Regions from separate parts of the Mus musculus genome. Here regions 2, 3 and 4 are each linked to region 1. The links are chromatin contacts, called in public ChIA-PET, Hi-C and promoter capture Hi-C maps. All regions are on one chromosome and are shown on one strand. Each heading gives the region's core, a stretch centred on a gene start, on an enhancer-like site or on the middle of the called end of the contact. The rest is flanking DNA. Distances are from core to core; before and after follow the strand shown.

Region 1 (6,278 bases), core at 2,067-4,566:
TTTCTCTAAAATGTGCTTTGTGAGTGTGTGTTTGTGTGTGTGCACACACGTGTGCATGCATGTCCTCCCTGCCTTTCCTTTCCTCTAACATTCCAGTTTCCCCCATCCCTTCATTTTCCAGACATGGCCTTAGGTAGCACAGGTTATCCTCAAATTTGTTATGCAGCACAAGATACCATTAGGCTTCTTGTTTCTTTGTTTATTTTTAATTAAAAATAAGCCAGGCTGGCCTTGAACTCATGGAGATGCCTTTGCTTCCCAAGTGCTTTGGTCAAAGGTGTGCACCACCACAGCCAGGCTAAGGTTAAAATTACCATCCTCTTGATGTGGTGCTGGGGACAGTCTTCAGGGCTTCCTGCATGATAGACAAGAACTCCACAACCCAGTCCCACAAAGCTCCCCTTTTCTAATGTCCCATGAAGTACTGAGGGGTCCTTGCCTGAATCCTGAACCCCTCTGGAGCCTCAAATGTGTCCCCAGCTTGGTTTCTCTTCCGAGCTCAGGTCTGGGTTCCAAGAGCCTCAGAGAACCAGTCATGGTATCTGACACCTGCAATCGAAGCACTCTGGAGGCCAGAGGAGGAGGATTTGCAGCCAGGAAGACAGTGGAGATGCAAGCCTTTAATCCCAATACTTGGGAGGCAGAAACAGGCAGATCTCTCGGAGTTCAAGAACAGCTTGATCTATAAAGTTGCAGGACAGCCAGGGCTACATACACAGAGAAGACCTATCTAAAAAAAGGATTCGGAGGCCTGAGCCAGCCTGGGCTCCAGAATAAGATGTCCCAACAATAGAGCAAAACAAAACGGCCTCTCGGTCACTTTATTAGATGATTTGATGCAAACATCACAGAAACCTCAAATTTAGCATGTCCTCCTCCAACCAACCCTGCCTCACTCCTTGGTTTCCTGTGTAGAATGACCTCATCTGCAGCATCCTGAGTTTGAGCAGAAGGCCAGGGACAGGGAATGGCCCTGAGCTCCTGACTCTGCATCCCAGGTCTGTCAAGTGCACCACAGCACCCAGAGCTGTGTCTCCATGGGATACATACACAGCCAACAGAGCTGTAGCCCCAGGCTTGGTTTCTGGTTGAAACTGTCCCATCCAGGAAGGGAGCCACCACCCAGGATAGCTATGTAAATTATGAATACAGCTGGGCAGAATGGCTCACGCCTTTAGTCCCAGCATTTGGGAGACGGAGGCATGAGGATCTATGTGAGTTTGAGGCCAGCCTGGTCTATATAGTGAGTCCTAGGACAGCCAGAGCTACATAGTGAAATCCTATCTCAAAAACATAATTCACATATTAATTACTAATTAATCAATTAAAAATTATGAATACAGGGCTGAAGAGATAGACCAGTGGTTAAGAGCACTGACTGCTCTTCCTGAGGTCCTGAGTTCAGTTCCCAGCAACCACATGGTGGCTCACAACCATCTGTAATGAAATCCAATGCCCTCTTCTGATGTGTCTGAAGACAGCTACAGTGTACTCACATAAAAGAAATGAATAAATCTTTAAATAAATAAATAAATGATTATTATGAATGCAAGTAAAAGTTAAATTTTTTTCTCATGCATTAACCAATTTGGCATTCTCATTATCCATTCGTGGCTATATCTAACCTCTGATGAACAGTGAAGATTATAAAATCCTTCCTAAAAAAATGCTTTTAACTTAATTAAAATAAAATACTTCCAAGGACTGGGGATATAGCTCAGTTGAGAGAGTGTTTTTGTCTAGCATACACTCGATCCTGAGTTCAATGCCCAGAACCACATAAATCAGGCATGGTGGTACACACCTGGAATCTCAACCCTTGGGATGTAGAGGCAGGAGGATGAGAGGTTGAGGGACATCCTCGGCTACATAGAAAGTTGAAAACCGACTTGAGCTATGTGGAAATGCCGTTTTGTTTCATTCCACTTAGATCCTAAGGAGAAATGAAGATTAAATTCCCAGGTTCTAGGGGAGCCAAGGACTTCCCAGATGGCTAGCCAACTTCCTCCTCCTTCTTCTTCCTCTTCTTCTTCCTCTTCTTCTTCTTCTTATTATTATTGGGTTTTTTTTTTTGAGACAGGGTTTCTCTGAGTTCCAGGCTGTCCTGGAACTCACTTTGTAGACCAGGCTGGCCTCGAACTCAGAAATCTGCCTGCCTCTGTCTCCCAAGTGCTGGGATTAAAGGCGTGCGCCACCACCGCCCGGCTTTTTTTTTTTTTGTTCCCCAAAACATAATGATTGTTTCTAATTATGAACGAATAAATGATTCTGAGTTGTGACTGCATATAGGGGCAGATATTTGTGGCTTTCGAGCTTAAAACCTCTGTACCATTCCGGCTCTGAGGGGAAGTCCAACTTCCAGGTCTGTTCTTCGGTCCTGATCGATCAGCAGCGGTCTGAGCACAATAAAGTTTTACCAGCTGTTTAACTACTAAGATGAACATTGGAAGACGCAGTCTGCTCCCAAGTCGGTGCTGTTGTCCCTGTCTGGTCAGTTTCTGCGCCTGACTCAAACAAAGTTCTTGCTTTGCGTGGACTCTTGTGTCTGCATGGGTTGTTTTGGATTTTCAGACCCTAAGAAACCATACAAATACTAAAAAACGGGGATCAGTGAGATGGCTGAGCAGATCAAAGCACTTGCTGCCAAGCTTGAGAATCTGAGTCCCATGCCTGGAAGTCCCATGGTAGGAGGAGGAATCAAAAAATGGCTCTCTGGCTGCTACACACCATCTGCCCCCCCCCCCAAATAAATTGGTTTTTTTGTTGTTTTCGGGTTTGTTTGTTTTTTAAATACTGTACCCAGGAGCAATGGCACAACGCTTAAATCCCAGTTCCTGGGAGGCAGAGGTCCACCTGGTCTATATAAGGAGTTCCAAGTCACCCTGGGCTCCATAGCAAGACCTTAGAAAGAAAGAAAGAAAGAAAGAAAGAAAGAAAGAAAGAAAGAAAGAAAGAAAGAGAGGAAGGAAGAAGAAAGAAAGAAAGAAAGAAAGAAAGAAAGAAAGAAAGAAAGAAAGAAAGAAAGAGGGAGGGAGGGAGGGAGGGAGGGAGGGAGGGAGGGAGGAAGGAAGGAAGGAAGGAAAAAAGAGAGGGAGGAAGGGAGCGAGGGAGGAAGCGAGGCAGGGAGAGAAACTTTTTTATTTGTGAAAAAACAAAAACAAATCCTCACGTGAGTTTGAGATCTTCTCACGCAATACGCTCATTGGCTCAGGGAGGGTAGTCTGTCATTTCTTTCTCGGATTGGCTGTTTTATCTCACGGAAACCCAATCGTCGCGGTGCTGGAGGCGGGGCCAGGCTCTCAGACACGCCCCTCCACTTCCCTCGGGTCTGCCTGGAGAAGGGGGTTCCGCGCGGTGAGTTCTGAGCCTGTACCTTCTTGGAGACCCTTGTGGTGAGGAAGAACCCCACCCGCGCCCCCGATCCACCTCCGGGAATGATGGGCTGAGGCGTAGTCCTCCCTCCCTGCGCGGGAGTGCCCCCGCTCTATGAGCCCCTCCCCATACAAACAGCGCCTCGGCGTACAGGTCAGCTCCTGCCATCTCCCACTCAAGGTCTTGTTTGTAGCTTGGGACCGCGTTGGAGCACTGATAACCTCCTCCGCCGGGTGAGGGAGGACGGAAGACTGTGGAGGACCTCATCACTGGGTGGACTCTGCCCCCGCAGGAGAATGACTCAGGAGGAGGCTGGGCGGCTGCCCCAAGTACTGGCCCGGGTCGGAACCTCCCACGGTATCACCGACCTGGCCTGCAAGCTCCGCTTCTATGACGACTGGGCTCCGGAGTATGACCAGGTGAAAGCACGTGGGTCCTCGACTTTTGTGGCTCAGATTCTGTTTTTATAAGCAAAGCTAAAATAGTACCCATGCATCTCAGGGAAACTTGGAGCTGAAAAGAGACCTGGGAGATGTGCTCCTTAGAGACCTGCACCCACCCCACCCCCACCCACCCCGGCTGACCTGTAAGCAACCCCTAATTAATCCTGCAACAAACACGAGGAGAGAGCCTGCAGGAGGCGCTATTGAGACATCATTCGGTATAGACAGACCAGCTAAGAGCTGCCACAGCCAGTAGCCAGCCAGCTTGATCCCCACTAGTGTGGGGTCCCTTGACAGTAAGACACCTCAAAGCCGGGAGTGGTGGCGCATGCCTTTAATCCTAGCACTCGGAAGGCAGAGGCAGGCGGATTTCTGAGTTCGAGGCCAGCCTGGTATACAAAGTGAGTTCCAGGACAGCCAGGGCTATACAGAGAAACCCTGTCTCGAAAAAAAAGTAAGACACCTCAAGCTCGGGTCTTCTGTTACTGGGGTCCTAGGAGGATCTGAACTCTAAAACACACAAGCTCAAACTGGCAGAACTTGGGCACCCCACAAGGTGAGTCGTCTAAACACTATGTTGGGCTAAGTGCTATCTCCTCAGGATGTGGCTGCTTTGAAGTACCGAGCCCCACGCCTTGCTGTGGATTGTCTCAGTCGAGCCTTTCGGGGCTCACCCCATGATGCCCTGATCCTCGATGTGGCCTGTGGCACTGGCCTGGTAGCTGTGGAGGTAAGATCTGATACACCACCCTGCCTTCCCTTCAGCACCCAGGACCTCCTACATGCTACTGCTCAATTAGTCCTGAGACCCTGCCTAGTAAATTCTAGGCAGGAGCTCTACCACAGAGCCATGTTCCCAGCCCCTCCCTGGGGGATTCTAGGCAGGGGCTCTACCACAGAGCCACGCCCCCAGCCCCTCCCTGGGGGATTCTAGACAGGTGCTCTACATCTGAGCCACGCCCCCAGCCCCTCCCTGGGGGATTCTAGGCAGGAGCTCTACCACAGAGCCACACCCCCAGGCCCTCACTGAGGGATTCTAGGCAGGAGCTCTACCACTGAGCCACGCCCCCAGCCTCTTGCTGGGGGGATTATTGGTAAATCCTCTACCACTGAGCCACACCCTGAGCCCTTTAGTTTGCTTTTTATTTAGAGATGACACGGTCTCAAGGCTGGCCTTGAACTCACTCTATAACGCAGGCAAGCTTTGACCTGGGGATTCTTCCACCTCAGCCTCCAGAGGAGCTAAGAAGACAGGCCTAAGCCTCCACACCTAGCTCCCATCTGCTCCAATTCCCTCCCAGTTCTTGACCAAGAGCTCATCCTCTACCTCAAGCTCATTGATCCCAAGATCCAAGGAAGGGTCCAGTTGAGCTGAGGCAGGGGGATTACCCATGACTGATGCCACCTTCTCTCCCAGCTGCAGGCTCGGGGCTTCCTCCAGGTGCAGGGCGTGGATGGAAGCCCAGAAATGCTGAAGCAGGCGCGGGCACGTGGCCTGTACCACCACCTTAGCCTCTGTACCCTGGGCCAGGAGCCACTGCCCGACCCTGAAGGTACTTTCTGTCCCACTCCACCCTCACCCACCTTCCCAAGAATAGCATCCTCTGTTGTCCAGCCACCATCTTCACTCTGGAGTCCTGTGTGAGCTCTCGTCTCCATCTAGAGTCTGATGTCACCTCATCTCATGCACAGTGTTGGGCTTCTACTACATCCCAGTGTATAGGACATCTTTGTTTGTTTTTTGAGACAGGGTTTCTCTGTGTAGCCCTGGCTGTCCTGGAACTCACTCTGTAGACCAGGCTGGCCTCAAACTCAGAGATCCACCTGCCTCTGCCTCCCAAGTGCTGGGATTAAACGCATGTGCCACACACACACCCACCCTCCCACACACACACACCTATGACATGTTCTATTAGTTCCTCTTCTTATTGCTGTGGCAAAGCACCACACAGAACATAATCATGAGGCTCCTCCCATCCCCAGGGAGCTACTGGCAGTTGCAGGGAGAGTCATTTTCTTCAGTGATGTAGCCACGGGTAATTTGCCTGTGCCCCAGTGCCACCCCGCTCCTCCTAGTTCATGCAGGAATCCCCAGTAATACTCAGTGGGTCACAAACAAAACAAGACCTGAAAGTAGCAAGAGGTGCCAGGAGATGGTGGTGCCTACCTTAGTCCCAGCCCTTGAGATGCAGAGGCAGGTGGATCTCTGAATTCAAGGCCATCCTGGACTACAGACACTACAGAGCTAGTTCTGGGATAGCCAGAGCTACACACACACACACACACACACACACACACACACACACAACTTGATCTTGAAAAAAAAAAAACAAAAATAAATAGGGAATTTAGCCAAAGCTAGAGGAGCATCCTGGGTGGAATGGGAAGTTCGAGGGACCACACCACATTATAGTCACACAGCATCTTAAGGGGGTGGAAAAATGGCTCCCTGGGGAAAAGCGC
Region 2 (6,278 bases), core at 973-3,472, 250 kb after region 1:
TAGGAGACTGAGGCAGGAGGCCTGTGGTTTGAGGCTGGCCTGGCTACATGGCATGAACCTGTCTCACAAAACCAGGATGGCAGTGCCAGGTGGTTCTGTCCCGGCCCAGTAAGCGCATTTTTCTTTACCTTCCCTTTTTTCTTTCATTTCTCCTTTCCTTCTTTTGCTTCCTGTCCCTACTCCACCCCCTTTATGATAGGCCATAGTCCTGCCTGACAAGTTGCCTCTCCTTCCCAGTGCTGGCATTCTGATCTTCACGACCACCTAGTATCAGATCCTCAACTCTCCAGCTTTTACTATTATTTTCTTGTGTGTGTGTCTGTGTGTGAATGTATGTTTTGCCTGTGTGTCTGTGCCCTACATGTGTACAGTGCCCAAGGAGACCAGAAGAGAGTGTCAGATCCTCTGGGACTGAACTTACAGATTGTTGTGAGCCACCATGTGGGTGCTGGGACTCAAACTCTAGTTCCCAGCAAGAGTAGCCAGTACTCTTAATTTTGAGTCATATCTCTGGCCCCAACGTTTATTTATTTATACATACATATCCTTTAATAGGATTTTAATTAATGAACTATACATTTAAATTTATTATTGTTATTGTTGGTTTCAGAGTCTCACTATGTACTTATTTATGTGAAGAGGTGGGGGTGGAGTGGGGGTGTGAAGGCATGCCCACATGCCTTCAGAGACCAAAAGAGGGCGCTAGAGCGTCTTTGACCTTTTGAACTGGAGTTAGTAATGGTTGAGAGCCATTGCATGTGGATGCTGGAATCCAACTCAGGTCTTCTGCAAGAGCAGTATGTGTTAACCTTAAGCCATCCCTTTAGGCCCATCTTTTTTAATAGTACATTTATTTTTATTTTAAATTATGTGTATGGGGGGGGTATGTATACAGGGTTGCAAGAATCTACTGCTCTGGAGTCACAGGCGATTGTGATCCTCCAACACAAAAACTGTGAATCAGACCCAGAATCTCTGGAAGAACTCTTAATTGCATGCGGAGTCACTTCTCCAGCCCCATGAGCTTAATACATATGTTTTCTAACATAGCTTTATTTATTTATTGTTATAGGGATTTGCTATTCAGCCTGTAAGACTGTAGCCCAGGTTAGTCACAAACTCACTTAGGACCGTCCAGCTTCAAAAACCTGCATCACTTAGTTGCACTATATACACACACACATATATATATATACACACACATATATATGAATGAATATAGTCTTTTACATATGTACATACAGAAAACCTTCTTTATTATTCTTCCGTTTATTTTACTTTCAAGATTTATTTTTAAATTGTGTATGTGTGCACACGTGGTGGGGGATGTTACGTGCACGTGAGTACGTGCACCTGAGGAGGCAAGAGGAATGGGAACTCCTGGAGCTGCAGCCGGAGGCAGGTTCCAGCTACCCGATGTGGGAGCTAAGAATTGAACTTGGGTCCTCTGAACGAGTACAAGATCTTAGCCCCTGAGTCTGCTCTGCGGCTCTTCCTCCACATATTTTTAAAGAAAGTTCTTCATTATCCTTCCCTGTAGTCCTTAAAAAACAGGCTGTTAATCTCCATTTCTCAATTACAGTGATGCCGCGTCGGGGAAGGTTGGGGTCCTAGTCGCCCCAATGCGGAACTTCAGTTTGGAGAGGGCCTGAGTTACTTCCCGCCCAGTACAGCTCCACCCGCGCATCCCCGGGCGTGGCCGAGCGCGGCCCCTTTAAGAAGGGGGGCGGAGCGCGAGTGGAAAGACAAAGCCCCTGGCCGCGCGCTCCCCCTCCCCCCTCCGGCGCAGCACACGGACAGTGAGTGCCCGGATGTCGGTGTCGCCGTCGGTGACAGATGGCGCAATGTCTGTATCAGTGACAGGGCTTTTTGCTCTGACCTCTTTGAGTCTTCCGCTTTTCGTCCTCCCCCTCCTACTGCTGTCCCATTACTTTTGAAGTCCGCCACTGGAGGCCCGCACGCCCGTCCCCGGCTCTTACATAACGTGACCTTTCACCTTTTCAGACTGCCCTCTGCTGCGCTGCAACTCAACTTCGCGGCTGGAGCCCAGGGGGCGGGACTCGACCTCGGAGCGGCAGCCTCTCTGAGCCAATAGGCTGCGAAGGCCGACGAGCCCTCCGCCTATCGGAGCCTCCGCCCCAGGGCGCCACGGAGAAGCAAGTTAGTCTGTGCGCTGGCCCGGCAGCGGGGGGGAGGAAGGGAATCTCCCGCCATTTTTCAATAATTTCCTCCCGTGCCCGCTGGAGAGGAGTCGTGACTGGCGGCCGCCGCGGCGGAGATCGGCGTGAGGTGAAAGGCGCCGGAAGGGGCGAGGAGAATCTCTCCGTTTTCTCCCCTCGAGGCGTCCCCCTGGCTTCCATGGCCGTGGCGCGGTCCCGCCAGCTCTGAGGGAAGCCGGAGTTCGCGCCGCCCTCTCACCCCTCCCCTCCCCCATCGCCCCGGGAGCCAGGCGCCTCGCTCGCTCGCTCGCCCCGGGGCTGCCGGGGCCTAGCGCTGCGCAGCAGAGCGGCCGAGCCTTCGGCGCTCCGTCCCCTGCCGGCGCCGCCGCGATGGCGCCGCTGCTGGGCCGCAAGCCCTTCCCGCTGGTGAAACCGCTGCCCGGAGAGGAGCCGCTCTTCACCATCCCGCACACTCAGGAGGCCTTCCGCACCCGGGAGTATCCTTTCTCCGCGCGCGGTGTGGACGCTCGGCCGCGGCTGCGCAGGGCGAGGGATGGAGATGGCGAGATGCGAATGGGCCGCGCGCGGCTCGCGGGGCAGCTGTCACCGCACGGGGCCGTCCGCGGGCCGTGATGCCCGGGGCCCTGCTTTACCCGGGCTTGGGAGCTCCGCGGCGAGATCCCTCCGGGCCGTCTCCAGCCGTCCTTCCCGGAACCGCGCGCCTCCATCCCTTTTCCCCTTACTTTGTCCCCGGGGCCTCGGTGGTGATCGCAACACCAATCCCCTCCTCCCCAACTTGGCTTCGGGCCCTAAATGACTAGGGAGGGTAGCCGGGTTCCCTTTGCGCATTTTATTTCTCTCTCCTTTCATAGAAATGAAACCGTCAAGTTTAAGTTTTTGAAATTGTACCGGCGCAGCCGCGTGATCCGGCTTGTGCAAGCCTCTACTGCGTCTTGAGTGGGCTGTGCGGGGACACTGATGTGGCTTGTGGGTTTTGTTTTTCTCCTCCGGAGTGGACTTTAGGCCAGGGATGAACTGACAGAACCGTAAATCACAAAACCTGGCATTAACTTTTTACCCACTGAAGATGGGAAGGAGCAGAAAGGTACATTGATGGTTCTGGTGGCCATTTATTTCCTAGAGAACACAGAAGTTTGACACTTAGAAGTTTCATTTTTCCGTCTTTTTTTTTTTTTTTTTTTTTTTGAGGGAGCGCTTCATGTAGCACCGGCTGGCCTCGAACTCAGAGAGGCTGGACACTGCATTCCCGATCCTGTCTGTCTGTCTGCCTGTCTCTCTGTCTCTCAATCTCTCTCTCTCTCTCTCTCTCTCTCTCTCTCTCTCTCTCTCTCTGGTACGTGAAACTGGTGTTTTAGAATACAAAGTCAGCATTTCCAATCATTACTTTAAGATTTCTTGACCAAGCATAGCCTCTTAGTTAAAAGTTGTAGTACTTCCCCCCCCCCCCCCCCCGCCCCCGGTAGGGGGAATGTTGAATCTTTTAAGGCTTATTTGTTTTTTAAAAAGCTAAGTTTCCTTACCAAACTTGCCTGTCCTGCTATCTTTACCACCCCTTTTCCTTTGGAAAGATTAGGTAAGAGCAGGAAGGATTCAAGTGAAGTATTTCAGTTTGCTCTTGGCCTTTGCCTCTTTCCTGCTTTGTTTTTTGTTGTTTCATTTTTAATTGTCTTGTAACCTAGGTTGATGTCTAAGGTAGGTGTTGGAAGCTAAGTGTGACGTTTTCCTTCCTAACTTCCCAAGTGATGGAATTGCCGATCACCTGTGTAGATTTAATAAAATGTTCTGAATATTTAGGATACTTTTACTCCCCTTCCTTTCCTCAATATTTGGGGAATTTACCGTAGGGCCCTGCACTATTAGTAAGCTCCATCCTGGGCCCTCTGGTTTTTTATTTTGAGTCAGGGCATCATTAAAATTGCTGAGACTGGCTGGGAACTCACCATGTGGCTTAGGCAGGCCTTGAACTTTTGGTTCTCCTGCTTTAGCCTCCCTAGTATCTGGGATTAATAGACCTCAGGACCAGCCAGTACAGCTTCAGCCCTTCTAGCATCAGTTCTGAAAGGCAGTGTCCACCTACAGAGATTATTTTCCACCTTTTAATTTTGTCTGTATAGATGTTTCCCTGCCTATGTGTCTATGGAGCACTGTGTGTCTGGAGCACCCTGGAGGCCAGATTTGGATTGTGAGCTACTGTGAGGGTGCTGGGGATTGAACCCAGGTTCTGTGCACTTAACCTCACTGTTGACTCTAAGCCCCAGTTGGGTTTTTGTTTTTGTTTTCTCTTTCTTTCAGTAGGGTCTCACTGTGTGGCTCTGTCAAGGATGGAACATTTTGTAGAGCAGATTGGCCTGAAACTTAAAGATCTGCCATTCCATACCTGTTCTAAGTTCTGAGATGAAAGGGTTCTTGCAGCACCATGCCTGGCCTCCATGTAGGTGTTTGCTTATGTATGCTTATGGCATTTCTGAGCTGAAAAGGGTCTTAGAGGTGGTCCAGATTTCCTGTCTGCTTGCCCAGTGGGCCCAAGGGAATTGAAGTCGGTATGTTTAAAGTTCATGGACTCTTGTGTATAAATGATGAATGTTGGGATTACAATCCAGTGCTCTTTCAAGGATGTCACTGTAAATAAATGAAGGGAAGAACAGGAACTGTGGTACAGGATGGGGCCCAGGGCCCTGCATGTGCTCTGCAGGCTCTGACACACACCATGTTGCCTTTGAGCTCCTGAATCCTGCGACAGCCTCCCAAGTGAAGAGTTTCTGGGTTCTAGGGTCATAGTCATGTGCCACCATGCCACACATCCTCCTTTGCTTTTAACTGAATCAAAACTTTTTTTCTTTTAAAGATTTATATATTTTATGGACATGAGTGTTTTGCCTACATTTATATGTGTGAACCTTCTGTGTGCCTATACATGGTTTCCACATGTGTTAGCTGAGAACTGAACCTAGCTCCACAGCAAGTGCTCTTAACTGTTGAGCCACCCCCACACTTTTATTGAGATATTAGTCTACTCTGTGTCAGTTTGTGTTATAATTAGATGATATAAGGTGTATTTAGTTCTATGAAGTACATTATTCTAAAGGTACCATACTTGCTTTTAAAACTATTTTCATGATGTCAGTAGAGTAAAACTTACTCCTGGGACTCTGACATAGTCTCCTTACATGTCAGTTATCTATGTATCTATCTACTTACTTATTTATTTAGGCAGGGTGTCACTATGCAACCTTGACTGGCCAAGTCCAGACTGGTTTAAACTCCGAGGTTTGCTATCCTTGGTATCATGGTACCATACCCAGCTGATTCTTTGACCTATTGATGGTCATACTAATATTATCAGAGGTAAGTCTTTTTTTTTTTTAAGATTTATTTATTATTATATATAACTACACTGTAGCTGCTTCAGACACACCAGAAGAGGGAGTCAGATTTCATTACGGATGGTTGTGAGCCACCATGTGGTTGCTGGGATTTGAATTCAGGTCCTTTGTAAGAGCAGTCAGTGCTCTTACCTGTTGAGCCATCTCACCAGCCCCAGAGGTAAGTCTGAGACATTTGAAACATAGCCAGCTAATTTAGAATTATTAACAAAGGCATTGTTTATTATTTATTTATTGTCTGGAGGTGGGTTGGGTGTATATGCTTTGATGCACATTGTGGAGCAAGCAGGCACCATCATAGTACTGTTTCCCTAATCTTGCAAACATTTTCTTAATGAAAACTGAAACCTGAACCATTTTAAATGGTATACATTTAATAGACATTTGTTTAGAATTTCCTCTACCAGTATTTAGGACTTTTAGATAAATGAATTATTTTTTAAAAGATGATATTTAGAGGAAATTGCTCTCCTGGAAATTCCCAGAAGCAGGGAGCATATTGAGAGTAGTTTTGAGTTCTGGACCGTGTGGCTGGCTGGTTGGCATGTTTCATTATGAGTGGTTCCATAGAGGATAGCAGATGTATGGTTGAGCAACAGCTGTATTGGAAGTATCACCACTCCTCAATTTATATTTAGGGTTATACATATATATATTTAAAAGATTCATTTATTTATTATATTTAAGTACACTGTAGCTGTCTTCAGACACTCCA
Region 3 (6,278 bases), core at 1,762-4,261, 240 kb after region 1:
AGAATATGTGACTTATCACAACCATGTGCCTGGTCTGTCTTATGATGATGGCCCCAATTCCAACATCTGGTTTCACAGAGTTCAGAAGAGTTTAGCTTGGGGAAAAAAATGGTTTTGGTTTTTGTTTTTTATTTTTAATGATTTATTTCATGTGCATTGGTGTCTTGCTTGTATGTCTGTGTGAGGGTGCCAGATGCCCTGGAACTGGAGTTCCAAACAGTTGCAAGCTGCCATGTAGGTGCTGAGAATTGAACACAGGTCCTTTGGAAGAGCAGCCAGTGCTCCCAACCATTAAGCCATCTCTCAAGCCCTATAGCTATGGTCTCTGCTTTCCCTTTGGCATACAAATTGCTGCTTGCAGTTGTTGTGATTTTATTTAAGCACAAATAAACCATGCATGTGAGTGAGCCGTCAAATCATTTTCTCCGATGCACAGCCTGGCCTTGGGGTTGGTGACTCTGATGCTGCTCTTTCCAAGATGACTTGCAGATCTTGGAAGCACTGTGTGCCGTCTCAGTATAAGAAGGCTGACTGTACACCAGGAGCAGTCACAGCTGCGTGATACTTTAGCCCAGGAACTTCTGGAAGCCCCTGGCCAGCATGTGCTTTTTTTTTTATTGCTCCCATAACCAATGTTGGGTATCAGAATCTGGCCCTTGAATCTTCATGGCATCCTGTTGGCAGACATCTCTGCGTTTATACCAGTTGCACTTAGTTTTGACATAATGGCCTGATTGGTGCAGGATGAGATCTTTTTTGTTTTTGTTTTTGTTTTTGCTTTTGTTTTTGTTTTTGTTTTTTGAGACAGGGTTTCTCTGTGTAGCCCTGGCTGTCCTGGAACTCACTCTGTAGACCAGGCTGGCCTCGAACTCAGAAATCCGCCTGCCTCTGCCTCCTGAGTGCTGGGATTAAAGGCGTGCGCCACCACGCCCAGCAAAACCAAGGTCTTATGGAGCCCAGGTTGGTCTTGAAACCACAAGTAGCCAGGGCTGGCCTTAATCTTGAGTTCCTGTTCTTCTAGCCTAAATTTCCCCAGTGCTGGGCTTACAGGTATATGCCACTAGATCCTACCTGTTTGAGAAAGGGTCTTGCTATTTAACCCAGGTTGGGCAGGTTTGGTTCCAGGCTACATGGGAAGACATTACCTCAAAAATTTTTTTCTTTTAAATTAAATTTAAAGAAGGTGGTAGAGAAACATGAACAGCAGAGGGAGTTCTTGCTGGCAATGGCTTGGATTTAGGTGGTGAGAGAAATTAAACATAGCTGTCAAGGGGTGGCCTTGTATTTGTGCTGGTTCGGGGAGCGGGTGTCCATGAACATAAGCAGTGAAGCTTAGCACACTGTTGGCCTGCCTTGCATTCTTTTCTTGTTCTTTATTTTCATCTCCGTAGCAGTGAGAACATCTTCTTCATTGTGTCCTTTGATGTAGGACATGTTTAGGTAAGCCCTGGGTTCACTTGTATTAGGTCATTTGAGTTTGATCCAGTTATTTCAACAGTAATCATTTCCCTGCATTTGTTACCTGGGCCCTTCCCCCCCGCCCCCTGCAGAAGCTGTTTAGGAATCCTTTCCCAGCAAACATGTTCAGCTGGAAGGCTGAGAGTCATGAATCAGAAGCTTCGCCAAGTTCAGGATAAGTTACACAGTCACTGGGAGACACACTCCTCTCCCTCTTCTTTGACGGGGTCTCATGCAGCCTTAAACTGGCCTCAAACTTTAAACGCAGTCAAGGATGACCTTGAACTCTTGGTTTTCCTGGAACTGCAAGTAAACCTCAAAGTTGATTCAAACAAGTCCCTCTGGGCATGCAACGTCAGCTGTGGGTCACCTCCTCCTTCTATTGGGTCTGTTATCACTGCTTTTCACTCCCCTCTTTCTTTTCTCTTTTTGTCCTTCCTCAACCCCCCAGAGAAAACCTCTGCATATCCCTGGTTGTCCTGGAATTCACTCTGTAGACCAGGCTGGCCTTGAACTCAGAAATCCACCTGCCTCTTCCGCCAGAGTGCTGGGATAAATGTGTTCATCACAGTCCCTGGTCCAGAAGTTCTTTCAAAAGAGAAATATTTATGTCCTCAGTACTTGGTCCAATGCACAGAACACAGGCAATGTTTTATCCAGAACTGAATTCCCTGACAGTGAAGTGGAATGCTAAAAGTATGAGCCAGGTGCAAAATACTCAGGAAGAGCCGCAGTGTGACCTGGATGTTGGAAAAGTAGTTGATTCAATCAGAAGAAATTTCCAGGTGGGTAGCTGAGAATTCGAAGACCAGAAGTCAAAATGAAGGAAGGTGTGATAATGACTCCGGAACACAGCTATTTAGACAATGATGACACAGATCTCCTTTTAGGTGAACATGCAGCGCATAAATAATTCCTTGAAGGGTCAGGGGTCATGGGGGATTAAAGGACTTGATAACAGCCTAAAACTCACTAGTGAAAACCAACTTCTACAAATTGTCCTCTGTGCCATATACATGTAAAGAAAAAAAAAAAAAAGAAAGAAAGAAAGAAAAAGAAAAGAAAAAAAGAAAATTCCAACCCCTTTGACCCCAGCACTTGGGAGGCAGAGGCTGGTAGATCTCTGAGTTCAAGGCCAGCCTGGTCTATAGAGTGAGTTGCAGGACAGCCAGGGCTACACAGAGAAGGAAACCCTGTCTCGGAAAAGCAAAATGAAATAAAATTTTCCGGTCAAATGCCATGGCACAGAGCACCGGAGAGGCAGAATCAGGTGGTTGTGAATTCGAGGTTGGCCTGGTCTACAGTATTGAAAATTCCCGGGCATGCATTGAAGCAGCAGGTAGGGAAAGTGGTGACTTGGAAACCTCATCCCACCACCACCCTCGCAGCCTCGCCTGGCCCACACCACGTGCGGACGACGATGGGCTCAGCCTGGCAGCAAGAGGGCAAAGGGTCTCTGGAGGCGCACAGCAGGGACGCCCCCGGGCGGGTGCGCAAGCGCGCTGAGGCCTTGAGGGCCCAAGGGGCGGGCGGGTGCGCGCGCTCCCTCGCGCACGCGCGCACGGAGGGGGGGCGACGGCCGCGGTGACGTGCTGCGGTGGCAGCGGGTGGACGGCGACGCGTGAGGCGCGTGATATCCCGCGTCTTGGGAGCACTGTCCCGGCCCCCAGCCACTCCCCGCCGCCGCCATGTCCGGCCGTTCGGTCCGGGCCGAGACCCGTAGCCGGGCTAAAGATGACATCAAGAAGGTGATGGCGGCCATCGAGAAAGTGCGGAAATGGTGAGGGGCGGGAGCGGAGGGGTTGCTGACGTGGGGTTGCGGGAAAGCCGGCGCGGAGGCTCGCCATACAGGAACAGGCAGGATGGGAACCAAGAGGCCGGCCCTGGGGGGAGGGGGCCGGAGCCAAAAAGCGAAAGGAGGGCGCGCCGGTATCGGCGTGAATTCAGAGTCCGCGTTCCCTGTAGCCAATCAGAAAGACGGTCGGCTCATGGCCCCTCCCATAGCTGTCATTAGCCGCTTCCGGCCGCTCTGCCTGGGGCGGGGCCTGGCGCTGCACAGTTGCACTTCCGGTGGAGACCTCGCGGAAATGCTGCTTGGCGGCTCCGGGTTCGGTTTCCGCTCCTGCGCAGCACAAGTGTCCGGTGATGTCCGTTGTTGCCGACTATTATACGATATAAGTGGTCGAAATTAAGCGGAAGTTTGTAAACATGGCACTTTTGGAACAGAAATTCCTGATATCTTGGATCCTTAGCCAGCCCACTCGCCATAGGTTTGCTCTTGGCGACCAAGGTACCCTGACCCTGCAAATGTTTATTGCAAACCCAGAACAATTAGCGAACAATTTAGGTCAGGATTTTATTGCTTTAAATTGTTCTGAACCAAGCCTCTGAGCCATTCACTTCACTTAACGATTTGTAATTTCCTTACTGTTTTTTGACCGGAGCTCCCTGAGGACCGCAGGCTGGCTTTAGGCTGGCAGTGATTCTTCTGCCTCAGTTTACCCAGTAGCTAAGAGGCCGCGAGAGTGGTTTGTTTGTTTTTGAATCAGTGTCCCCAATCCTTTGGCTGTCCTGGAACTCTCTTTGTAGGCCAGGGTGGCCTTGAACTCTCAAAGACCCACCTGTCTGTGTTTCCCAAGTGTTGGAAAATGTCTGCATCTTATGGCATTCCTCTGTTCCTATGTAATTCTCAAGTCTCTACCCCCTTTTGTTTTTTATTGGTAAGGAAAAGTATGTAGGCTAGAAAAATGGCTCAATGGTCAAAAGCACCTGGCTGCTCTTCCACCACATGGCCCCTAACAGCTCTTCTCCAGTCCCATGGGATACCATGTCCTCTGGCATCTGTGGGCACAGCACGTGTGTAATGCGCAGACACACACGCATGTAAAGCACCCACACACATAAAAATAATAAAATGCTCAAAAGAAATTTCAATGTAGGTTCCTCAGAGACACATTTTGAAATTCTAGCGAAGGTCACCTTCACAGAATTTTCCTTAATTATATTAGGTTGAACTGCAAGACATTCCGCATATTTGAACCAACTCCCATCCCCTAATTCTGAGGGTAGTGCCCACCACCTTGCTCACTCGTGATAATTTCTCTAGCACTGAACTATATATATCTACCCCAGCCCCATGTTTGACTTTTTAACTCAAAACTACTAACACTGCAGCAAAACACACCTATAGTCCCCTAGCTACTCAAGGAAGAGCTGGGGACTTGAGTCCTAATCATCATAGTGAAATGGGCCAAATGCCTTAGACCTGTGAGCTCAACTACTCAGGAAGCTGAGACAGGGGGACCACAAGTTTAAGGCCAATCTAAGCAATTTAAGAGTCCCTACCAAGGAACAAAAAAGACAAAACAAGCATTTTGAGCGAGTAGGGATGTTGCTTGGAGGTAAAGTACTTGCCTAGCATGGCCAAGGCCCTGAATTCCATCCCTGTCCCCCTCCCAGCACCCCCACACACACAAACACACACACACACACACACAGGAGGAAATGCTGAATGAGGTGAGGGCACACCTGGTTCATTTGGATTTAGAAATATTTGAGGCCTTCAGAGTTTATCTCATGGTGATCTTGAGTAAAAGCCACACAAACTTTTCTTGCTTTACTAATAGGGTGTTAAATCTGCCATTTCTACCTCAGGAAGACATGGAGGGGAGGGGTCAGTTTTGTTTGTATGGTGGGGATGGAGCCCATACCCTTGGCCAGGCTAGACCAGTGCCTCCTCCCACTGTTGTAGTTCCTGGCCAAAGAGTCACAGGCTACAAAGCTGTAGTTTTTCTCCATGAGTAATCTCAGTTACCCAGCATGCAAATGCTGCCTGTTCCTTTCTTGTGATTGTGCTTCCTTAAATGGAAGATGAACAGAGCAGCCTAGAGAGACTTAGAAATGATCTCAACCATCCTCATTGACTTCGTCTGCTGGCGATCAAAGTCAGGACCTGTGCATGCTGATAAGCCTGTTAAGACTGAGCCGCACTCAGTGCCTTTCATGTCCTCCTCCACCCTCAATTTGTGGCAGTCCTCCTGCCTCAGCCTCCTAGTGCTAAGATTACAAGCATACCCGTGAAAGCCACCGCACTCCCCACCCCTGGCTTTCATCTCCAGCTGCTGATTTCCTCGTGTCCAAACCTTCAGGATAATTTGATAGAGAAGTCTAGAAAACATTACAGATCAGAGGAGCAATCTGCTGAGACCCAGAAAACATCGTTAATAAACACAAGAAGTGTGCTTTATTAATTAATGCTCACCTTCTAGGGAGAAGAAATGGGTGACTGTGGGTGATACCTCCCTGAGGATATTCAAATGGGTGCCTGTGACAGATAGCAAGGAGGTAAGTGGTGGCGGCGGCGGCGGGGGTGGATGGGGGACAGTTAAGTTCTTAGTTTCTGTTTCTTGCCTCCTTTAATTATAAAGGAATTTATTTCTCTGAAAAGACCTCAGGCTCTCCAGGTAGAGTCTGTGTAAGACTCTGCTTTTATTATTTACTCCTTTATTCTCTTTAGTTAGATGGTAGCTTCAGCCCTGTTCCTGTTGCTAGGTCATTTCATGGTGATGTGAGCCAGTTCAAACCAGATTAGATTATAAATTGGCAGGTTTATGGGGAAGCTGCTCTCAGGGGAGTCCATTGGCCCCAAGGACAGAGGCCAAGGAAGTCACCATGGGGAGAGAGAAGGGTGGGAGAAAGAGAGAAAGAGCAGGCTTGGGGCTGGGGGTGGGGGAGGGAAAGAGAAAAAGAGAATGAGAAAAAAGTCTGGATTATGTAGGAAAGACCCTCTTGGGGAAGGGCAGCCCAGTCCCTGGGCTGGA
Region 4 (6,278 bases), core at 1,309-3,808, 190 kb before region 1:
TAGGGTCTTACTACATAGCAGAGGCTGCCTTGGAACTTACTCTGTAGCACAGTTTCTGGGCCACCATACCTGGCTCATACAACCCTTTTAGCATAGAGGCTGAAGCAAGCCAGTATTCAAAGGAAATGCTATTACTACCTCCGTCAGTGACAAGGGATCACTAGGATCAGACAGGTGGGGGACTAGGTATATGTGACCAGTGGCCAACTCCTCCCAGGACTCTGACCTCTTTGGACTTCAGTGGAGTCTGAACAGATCCTGAAAGGCATCAATTCACATGCCTCTTACTTGAACCCGGTGACTCTGACCACCTGGGACAGAGTTTAGGTTTCTCGTCATAGGGAATAATGGCAACTGAATATGGAGTGATATCACCCAGGCTGCAAGGGAGGAGGGATTGTTCTGTCCTTAAAGGAAGACTCCGCCCCAGGGCTGTATCTTCCTAATATTCCCTGGCACCTCCCCCCAGGGCAGAAAGCTAGTTGATATTAGCTTCCAGGGACAGCTTTAGCCTATCCCAGACTCTAATTCTGTACCTTTCAAGAACTGGGTTATGTAGCCTAGGCTAGCCTTGAACTCCCTATACAGTTAAGCATGACCTTGAACTCCTAACTTTTCTGCTTCCTCCTCCTGAGAGCTGGGACCACAGGCATGAGCCACCACCTCTGGTTTAATGTGGTGCTGGGGATAGAATGCAGAGCTCCGAGTGTGCAAATGAGAACTCTCCTAGGCGAGCCACGCCTCTAGCCTGCTTGTAGATGATACTGAGACAAGATCTCACTATAGCTCAGGCTGCCCTCGACTCGATAGCATCCTGTGTCAGGTGTGGTTTTTCATGCCTAACTTCAGCTTCCCTATTTGTAAAGATAAACAGTTTCTTTATGATGAACTAGTATAACCATCCAGGGAGAAGGGTGGGCAAATGTTACGAGACCACATCTGGGGCAGGAGGGTCAGGTGACCCAGAGACACTGCTCTTTAATGGGTCCTCCCGTTGGTACCCACAAACCTCAGTCTCGTTCCAGCCCTGGAACTCTTGTTCTACAGTGGGCTCCTAGCCCCCAGCAAGTAAGTCTCATGGGACAGATGCTGTTCTTATTCAGTCTCTGACCACAGCCCTGTCCAACCCCGCCCTGTAGCCTCCTGTCCCCAGTCCAAGTTCAGGTTCCCACAACAATGAGGTCTCTTAGGGAAACCAGACCCCAGCAGATGGTTCATAGGTTCACACCTCTTTCCCCACAGCTGGATGCACCTTTCATCTGGGAGCAGACTCCTTCCTCCCCATAACCCAACATGCCCGGTCAGGATACATATCAGATGACCAAAAGGATACCTTGAGGCTCAGCCTCTGATACCAGCCATGTCCTGATTGCCAGGAGATGGGCACTTTCCCCAGCTCACGCTCTGGCCTGTATTCCATCTCAGCAAACCCTCATACAGGCATGGACTCGCTCACGCTCACACACACACAGTGACGTCCTACACCTGGGCACCAGACGTCTTTAGGACATTTTTTTTTTAAGACAGCCTGATAGAACCCAAATGGCTCACTAGGTAGCCAATGATGTCTTGAATTCCTGATCCTCCGATGACCACCACACAGGTATGTGTCACCACGCCCACCTAGTTTACTCAGAGCTTTGAGAATGTTTAGCATGCCTTCCATCAACAGGGACGTCCTCAACCCTCCTGGTTGCTCTTGAGACGGGGTCTGGTTGGCTTTGAACTTACATGTTGGGGGTCACAGGTGTGGCTCACCACGCCCAGCTGGGTGTTGGACTTTGGCAGATCCCATCACACAACTTCACGGTTTGCCTCCCTGTACCTCCATCTGTCTAGGAACGGACTTGTGAACAGACCTTCATACCATCCCAGACACATTTCCTTCAGGGACATGCTTGGCTAGAACCTCACACTGACACCTGTGCAACATAGTATGAAACACACACGGGCGCATACACACACACACACACACACACACACACACACACACACACACACACAGAATCCGAACATCTCCAAGCAAAGACAAACCAGGATTGTCTCTCCCCAGGCTGGTATGTACACAGGTGTGCACAGGTATGCAAACTGCCACCACCACTGGAAAGTACTCAGGTGACTCAGAGGACCCCTTCGAGCTTGGACAGGAGGTAGGGACCATCCTGACTGGCGGGAGTGTAGCTTTGACAGGACCCCTAACACGGAGCTGGCTCCCAAGAGGAGACAGTTCCCAGAACCCTCCCTGTCTCGAGGAGGGGGGATCTGGAGCTGAAGGGCTCATCCATCTCCGGGATTCCCCATCAGTCTTGCCACCTGGCCGGCAGGGTCCCGCAGATTGTGGACAGCGTGGGACCAGCGAGGGGCAGCGTGGGACCGGCGAGGGGCCCCTTACCTCCAGGCTGCGCGGGATGGAGGAGGTTGAGCAAGAGGATCAGCAAGACGCCAGGCTGCGGGACTACCGCTGTCAGACCCGCCATCTCGGGGAGGACTGCCCCAGCCTGCTCTCAGCGCCTCGTTTTATCCCCAAAGCGTAATTGCTGCCTGGTAGGCTGCTGTGAGGGAAGGAGGGAGGGAGAGAGGGCGGGTGAGAGGAGGGCGGGAGGAGGGGGAGCTGGGGGAGGGGGCCGCGGGGGAGGGGGCAATTACGAAAGGCCAGACTTGCAAGCCTCCTAGGCTGAATCTGCCTCGACTATGGGTCTATTTTCCTGCACACACACACACACACACACACACACACACACACACACACACACACTGACGCGCGCGTGCTCTGCCCCCCCCCCCCCCCATCGCTTTCCCGCTTTCCCTCTGTAGCTGTTTGCTTGCTCCTGGCCCTGTTCCCGCCAGAAAGTGCAAGGGGGGCCTTTGCCAGGACAGCCCTCTGGAGAGGAAGCAGGAGGGAGGGCCCAGGCAGCCCGGCCAAAAAATCCCAGCCCTAGCCAAGGCTGGAGTAGCCAGGCCCCCGCCCCTCTGCCTGGGCCCCAGGCCCAGTGTGGGGACACAGGCCAGCTGTCCCGCGCCTCAGCTCCCACCCTGGTCCTGCAGACACCCCAACACCCCCAAGCCTGGCTAGAGACAGGCTTTACCCAAAACTGGGTTAGGTAGGTTGATGGGGCTAAGGGAGTCTGCCTATAGAGTTCAAGGTCTGCGAGCAGAATTGTCTGGGAGAGAGAATAGGATAGACATGGTACCGTGGGGGCATTTTAGGAACAGATTAGAGACCTTGACATACGATCTAGTTCATCATGGTTGAGACAGGTCTTAGCCATCTGTTTGAAGCCTGGGAAAGGGTGTTGGATCTATGGGTCTATGGTTGCAGAGACCAAGGGGCTGAGGTCAGGCGAGTGGCTTGGGAGTGAGAGCCATGTATTTAGTGTCTCCCTAGGGCTCAAAGATGATCCTTGCATAAGGTGTTGGTTGGTTCTGTAAGGGCCACGAGCACAGCTTTGCACCGCCCCTGAGCAAGGCACAGTGTCCAACAGAGGTCATACTGGGTCTTAGGTGCCTGGTAGGGAACATGGAGGTGGGAGCTCTGTGCAGGTGACTATTAACTCAGTATTCTCCTTCTTGCTTGTTCACCACCTGTCCAATGCTCTCACTTGCATCTGGAAACTGATTCTCTTGGAGGCTCTGGGAAGGCTTGATGATGCTATTCCTCTACTGGCCAGAAGGGGGCAGCCTATGCTGAACCAGCAGAGAGCCCTCCAGGAAAGCTTGCGATCAGTGCCCTGGCCACCCTGTCCCTGAGCATATGGAGATCCTGTAAGGCTTTAAGGAATGTGAAGTGTAGGTCAGAGAAAGATTATGTCATTCTCAGACTCCTGAGTGTATGTGGAGTACTGTAGGACAGGAGAGGGAGATGGTTGCTTGCTGTATACAGGTCATAGTTGGTTAGAAGAAAAAGTCTAGGCCATAGGTCCTAGAGTCTTTCTCTTGTAGGGGGTGGTGCAGAGGGGTGAGTTAAAGATGTCTTATCAGATGTCTTATACAGTACAGGGCATAGAGGAGTCTGCAGAGATGACAGCATTGGCGGAGGTGGGGGTGGGAGATCAAAGGCAGGTGGCTTAGGTGGACCTGGGCTAATTTTTGGTTCTCTTGTCTTGGTGCTCTTGTGTTTCTTCTTCTTCTTCTTCTTCTTCTTCTTCTTCTTCTTCTTCTTCTTCTTCTTCTTCTTCTTCTTCTTCTTCTTCTTCTTCTTCTTCTTCTTCTTCTTCTTCTTCTTCTTCTTCTTCTCCTCCTCCTCCTCCTCCTCCTCCTCCTCCTCCTCCTCCTTCTCCTTCTCCTTCTCCTTCTCCTTCTTCTTCTCCTCCTTCTCCTCCTCCTCCTCCTTCTCTTTCTCCTCCTCCTCCTTCTTCTTTTCTTCTCCTTCATTTCCTCCTCCTCCTCTTTTTCCTCTTCTCCCTCTCCTACTTTTCTTCCTCTTCCTCCTTCTCTCTTCTTTCTATCCTCCTTCATTTCCTCTCTCCTTCCTTCTATTTCTTCCCCATAATTCCCTTTACTCTTTCCTTTCTCCCCCTCCTATGTCTTCCTCTTCATTCTTCCCCCTTCCTTCCTTCCTTCCTTCCTTCCTTCCTTCCTTCCTTCCTTCCTTCCTTTCTTCCTTCCTTCCTGCCTTTCTCCTTCTGTCTCCTTTCCCCTCCCTTCTCTCTTTCCTTACTTCTTTTTCCCTCTCTCCCGTTCCTCTCTTCCTCCATTTCTTCCAAGATGCTCACAGTCTCACTATATAACCCAGGCTGGCCTTGAACCCCAGAGCCTCCTGACTCAGCCTCCTGAGCATTGGGATAATTGTGTACCTCTGTAGAGCTCGCTTGTCTCATCTGTTTGCTGATGCCAGCTATCCTTAACTAGGAAACTCAGCACAAAGACAAGGAAAGCTTGGGCACACGTTTCTACCCTGAGCCCAGAAGTGTTCTGTATCCATTTGGTACCAACAGTATCATGGCTGAAGCTAGGTCTACAATCTCTGCCCCCGTTTGTGGTGTAGCTGTCTGGCTCAACAGAGCCTCTACTGTGTCAGTCTGAGATCTTAGACAATTTCCCCCATCCCATGATCTACCACCCAAGACATCACCAGAATTTTGGAAAAGGGAGACATGATAGGAGGATCATCTCAGAGCTTGGCACGGCGCTTGTGCGGCGGGAGCAGGAGGTCGTAGTGTTCAGTTCCATTGTGTGTGTATGTGCCATGGCATGCATGTGGGGATCAGAGGAGCTTGCAGGAATGGGCTCACTGCTCCCTCCAAGCGGGTCCTGGGACTTGAACTCAGGTCATCAGGCTCTCCAGGAAGCTTCCTTTACTCCCTGAACCATCTTCATGACTGGAGGATAGAGTGATACCAGCCTGAGTTAAATAGCATGCTCCAGGTTAGCTTGGGCTGCTTTGCAATACCTGATCTTATAGAGCAAAAGACATGGGTATAGTGGTGCATTCTTGGAATCTCAGCACTTGGGAGGCAGAGGCAGAAGAAACAGAAGTCCAAAGTCATCTGTGTTACGTAGTGAATCTGAAGCCAGACTGGGCTCCATGAGACACACACACACACACACACACACACACACACACACACCTAAAAAAAAACCCAAACTAAAACATGAGGAGAAATTAAAATATGAGAGAGAGAGAGAGAGAGAGAACATAAACCATCTAGAAACGGCACAGCATGGGCATAGCTCTTATGTACTGTGTTGATTTTGGGGATACCCTGGGTAAACTGATTACGAGGTTCCCAAAGTCCCTAACTCAGCCCTTAATGGGGACAGAGACCATGACATGGGCACGGCTTGAGGCTCCAAGTCCTGGGTGGAGGGAAGCAGGGGTGCTGGTGGGGAGCTGGGCCCCTCTCCTCTTGGAGTAGTGACGCGGGCAGGAACTGGCTCGCAGACTTGCAAACCACAGTCTGCTTGGAGCTTTATTAATTCCAGGACTGGGAAAGAGGCTGGAGCCAGCAGGAGAGGTTTCCTGTGAGGATCCAGGAGAGGTATAGAGGGAAGACTTGCTGGAGCTGGAATAGGCCTCAGGCTGCTGGGCCAAGGACCTGCTTCGTGCCCCAGTTTTTGGTCTCTTGAACTCAGTGCGCTAGCTTGCCCCACATGTGCTACAAAGGCTCCACGCACCTACAAAGGGTACATGGCCCCAGATTCTCTGCACTGCTCATCCCCTCAAGTTAACACAACACATGCACTGATATGGCAAAGGCAAGGAATGCCAGTCATGGGCTGACATCCATTCATTAGCCAGTTGCTTGAACATTCCAGAAATCCAGCCGTCTTCAAGTGCT

What was found. Promoter capture Hi-C pulls out the DNA fragments that hold promoters and counts their contacts. Hi-C and Micro-C count contacts between places; a contact is called where the count stands out from the background. ChIA-PET counts read pairs in DNA pulled down with a chosen protein or histone mark.
Region 2: a Hi-C map of CD8 T cells shows a contact between it and region 1, with 2.4 times the contacts expected there. The contact joins the promoter of Baz1b here to the promoter of Mettl27 in region 1. A contact is called at or near these places in 1 of 39 promoter capture datasets (liver), 5 of 484 Hi-C or Micro-C datasets (CD4 T cells, CD8 T cells, LSK cells and 2 more), 5 of 115 datasets of contacts at active chromatin or transcription factors (effector CD8 T cells, embryonic stem cells and memory CD8 T cells) and 1 of 9 other capture datasets (pancreatic islet).
Region 3: an RNA polymerase II ChIA-PET map of memory CD8 T cells shows a contact between it and region 1, with 20 read pairs. The contact joins the promoter of Bcl7b here to the promoter of Mettl27 in region 1. A contact is called at or near these places in 2 of 39 promoter capture datasets (liver and stem cell-derived epiblast-like cells), 1 of 484 Hi-C or Micro-C datasets (embryonic stem cells), 3 of 115 datasets of contacts at active chromatin or transcription factors (bone marrow-derived macrophages, embryonic stem cells and memory CD8 T cells) and 1 of 9 other capture datasets (adipose tissue).
Region 4: a promoter capture Hi-C map of liver shows a contact between it and region 1, with 4 times the contacts expected there. The contact joins the promoter of Eln here to the promoter of Mettl27 in region 1. A contact is called at or near these places in 5 of 39 promoter capture datasets (the 3T3-L1 cell line, cranial neural crest, liver and 2 more), 2 of 484 Hi-C or Micro-C datasets (rod photoreceptor and uterus), 7 of 115 datasets of contacts at active chromatin or transcription factors (craniofacial prominence, embryonic limb bud, embryonic stem cells and 3 more) and 3 of 9 other capture datasets (adipose tissue, liver and pancreatic islet).

Annotation. Positions count from the first base shown.
Region 1 is chr5:134,929,057-134,935,334 of GRCm38.p6, forward strand. Mettl27 (methyltransferase like 27) reads left to right here and starts at 3,317. Exons shown (of 6, transcript NM_024479.2): 1 at 3,317-3,354; 2 at 3,566-3,791; 3 at 4,417-4,545; 4 at 5,233-5,368. The coding sequence starts at 3,669. It overlaps 9030607J07Rik (a long non-coding RNA gene), which reads right to left and starts at 3,615. Exons shown (of 3, transcript XR_868588.3): 1 at 3,524-3,615; 2 at 3,170-3,332; 3 at 791-2,574.
Region 2 is chr5:135,185,101-135,191,378 of GRCm38.p6, forward strand. It overlaps Baz1b (bromodomain adjacent to zinc finger domain, 1B), which reads left to right and starts at 2,223. Exons shown (of 19, transcript NM_011714.2): 1 at 2,223-2,656. The coding sequence starts at 2,550.
Region 3 is chr5:135,165,361-135,171,638 of GRCm38.p6, forward strand. Bcl7b (B cell CLL/lymphoma 7B) reads left to right here and starts at 3,012. Exons shown (of 6, transcript NM_009745.2): 1 at 3,012-3,238; 2 at 5,727-5,802. The coding sequence starts at 3,147.
Region 4 is chr5:134,744,765-134,751,042 of GRCm38.p6, forward strand. It overlaps Eln (elastin), which reads right to left and starts at 2,559. Exons shown (of 37, transcript NM_007925.4): 1 at 2,393-2,559. The coding sequence starts at 2,477. It overlaps Gm30003 (a long non-coding RNA gene), which reads left to right and starts at 948. Exons shown (of 4, transcript XR_868587.3): 1 at 948-2,544.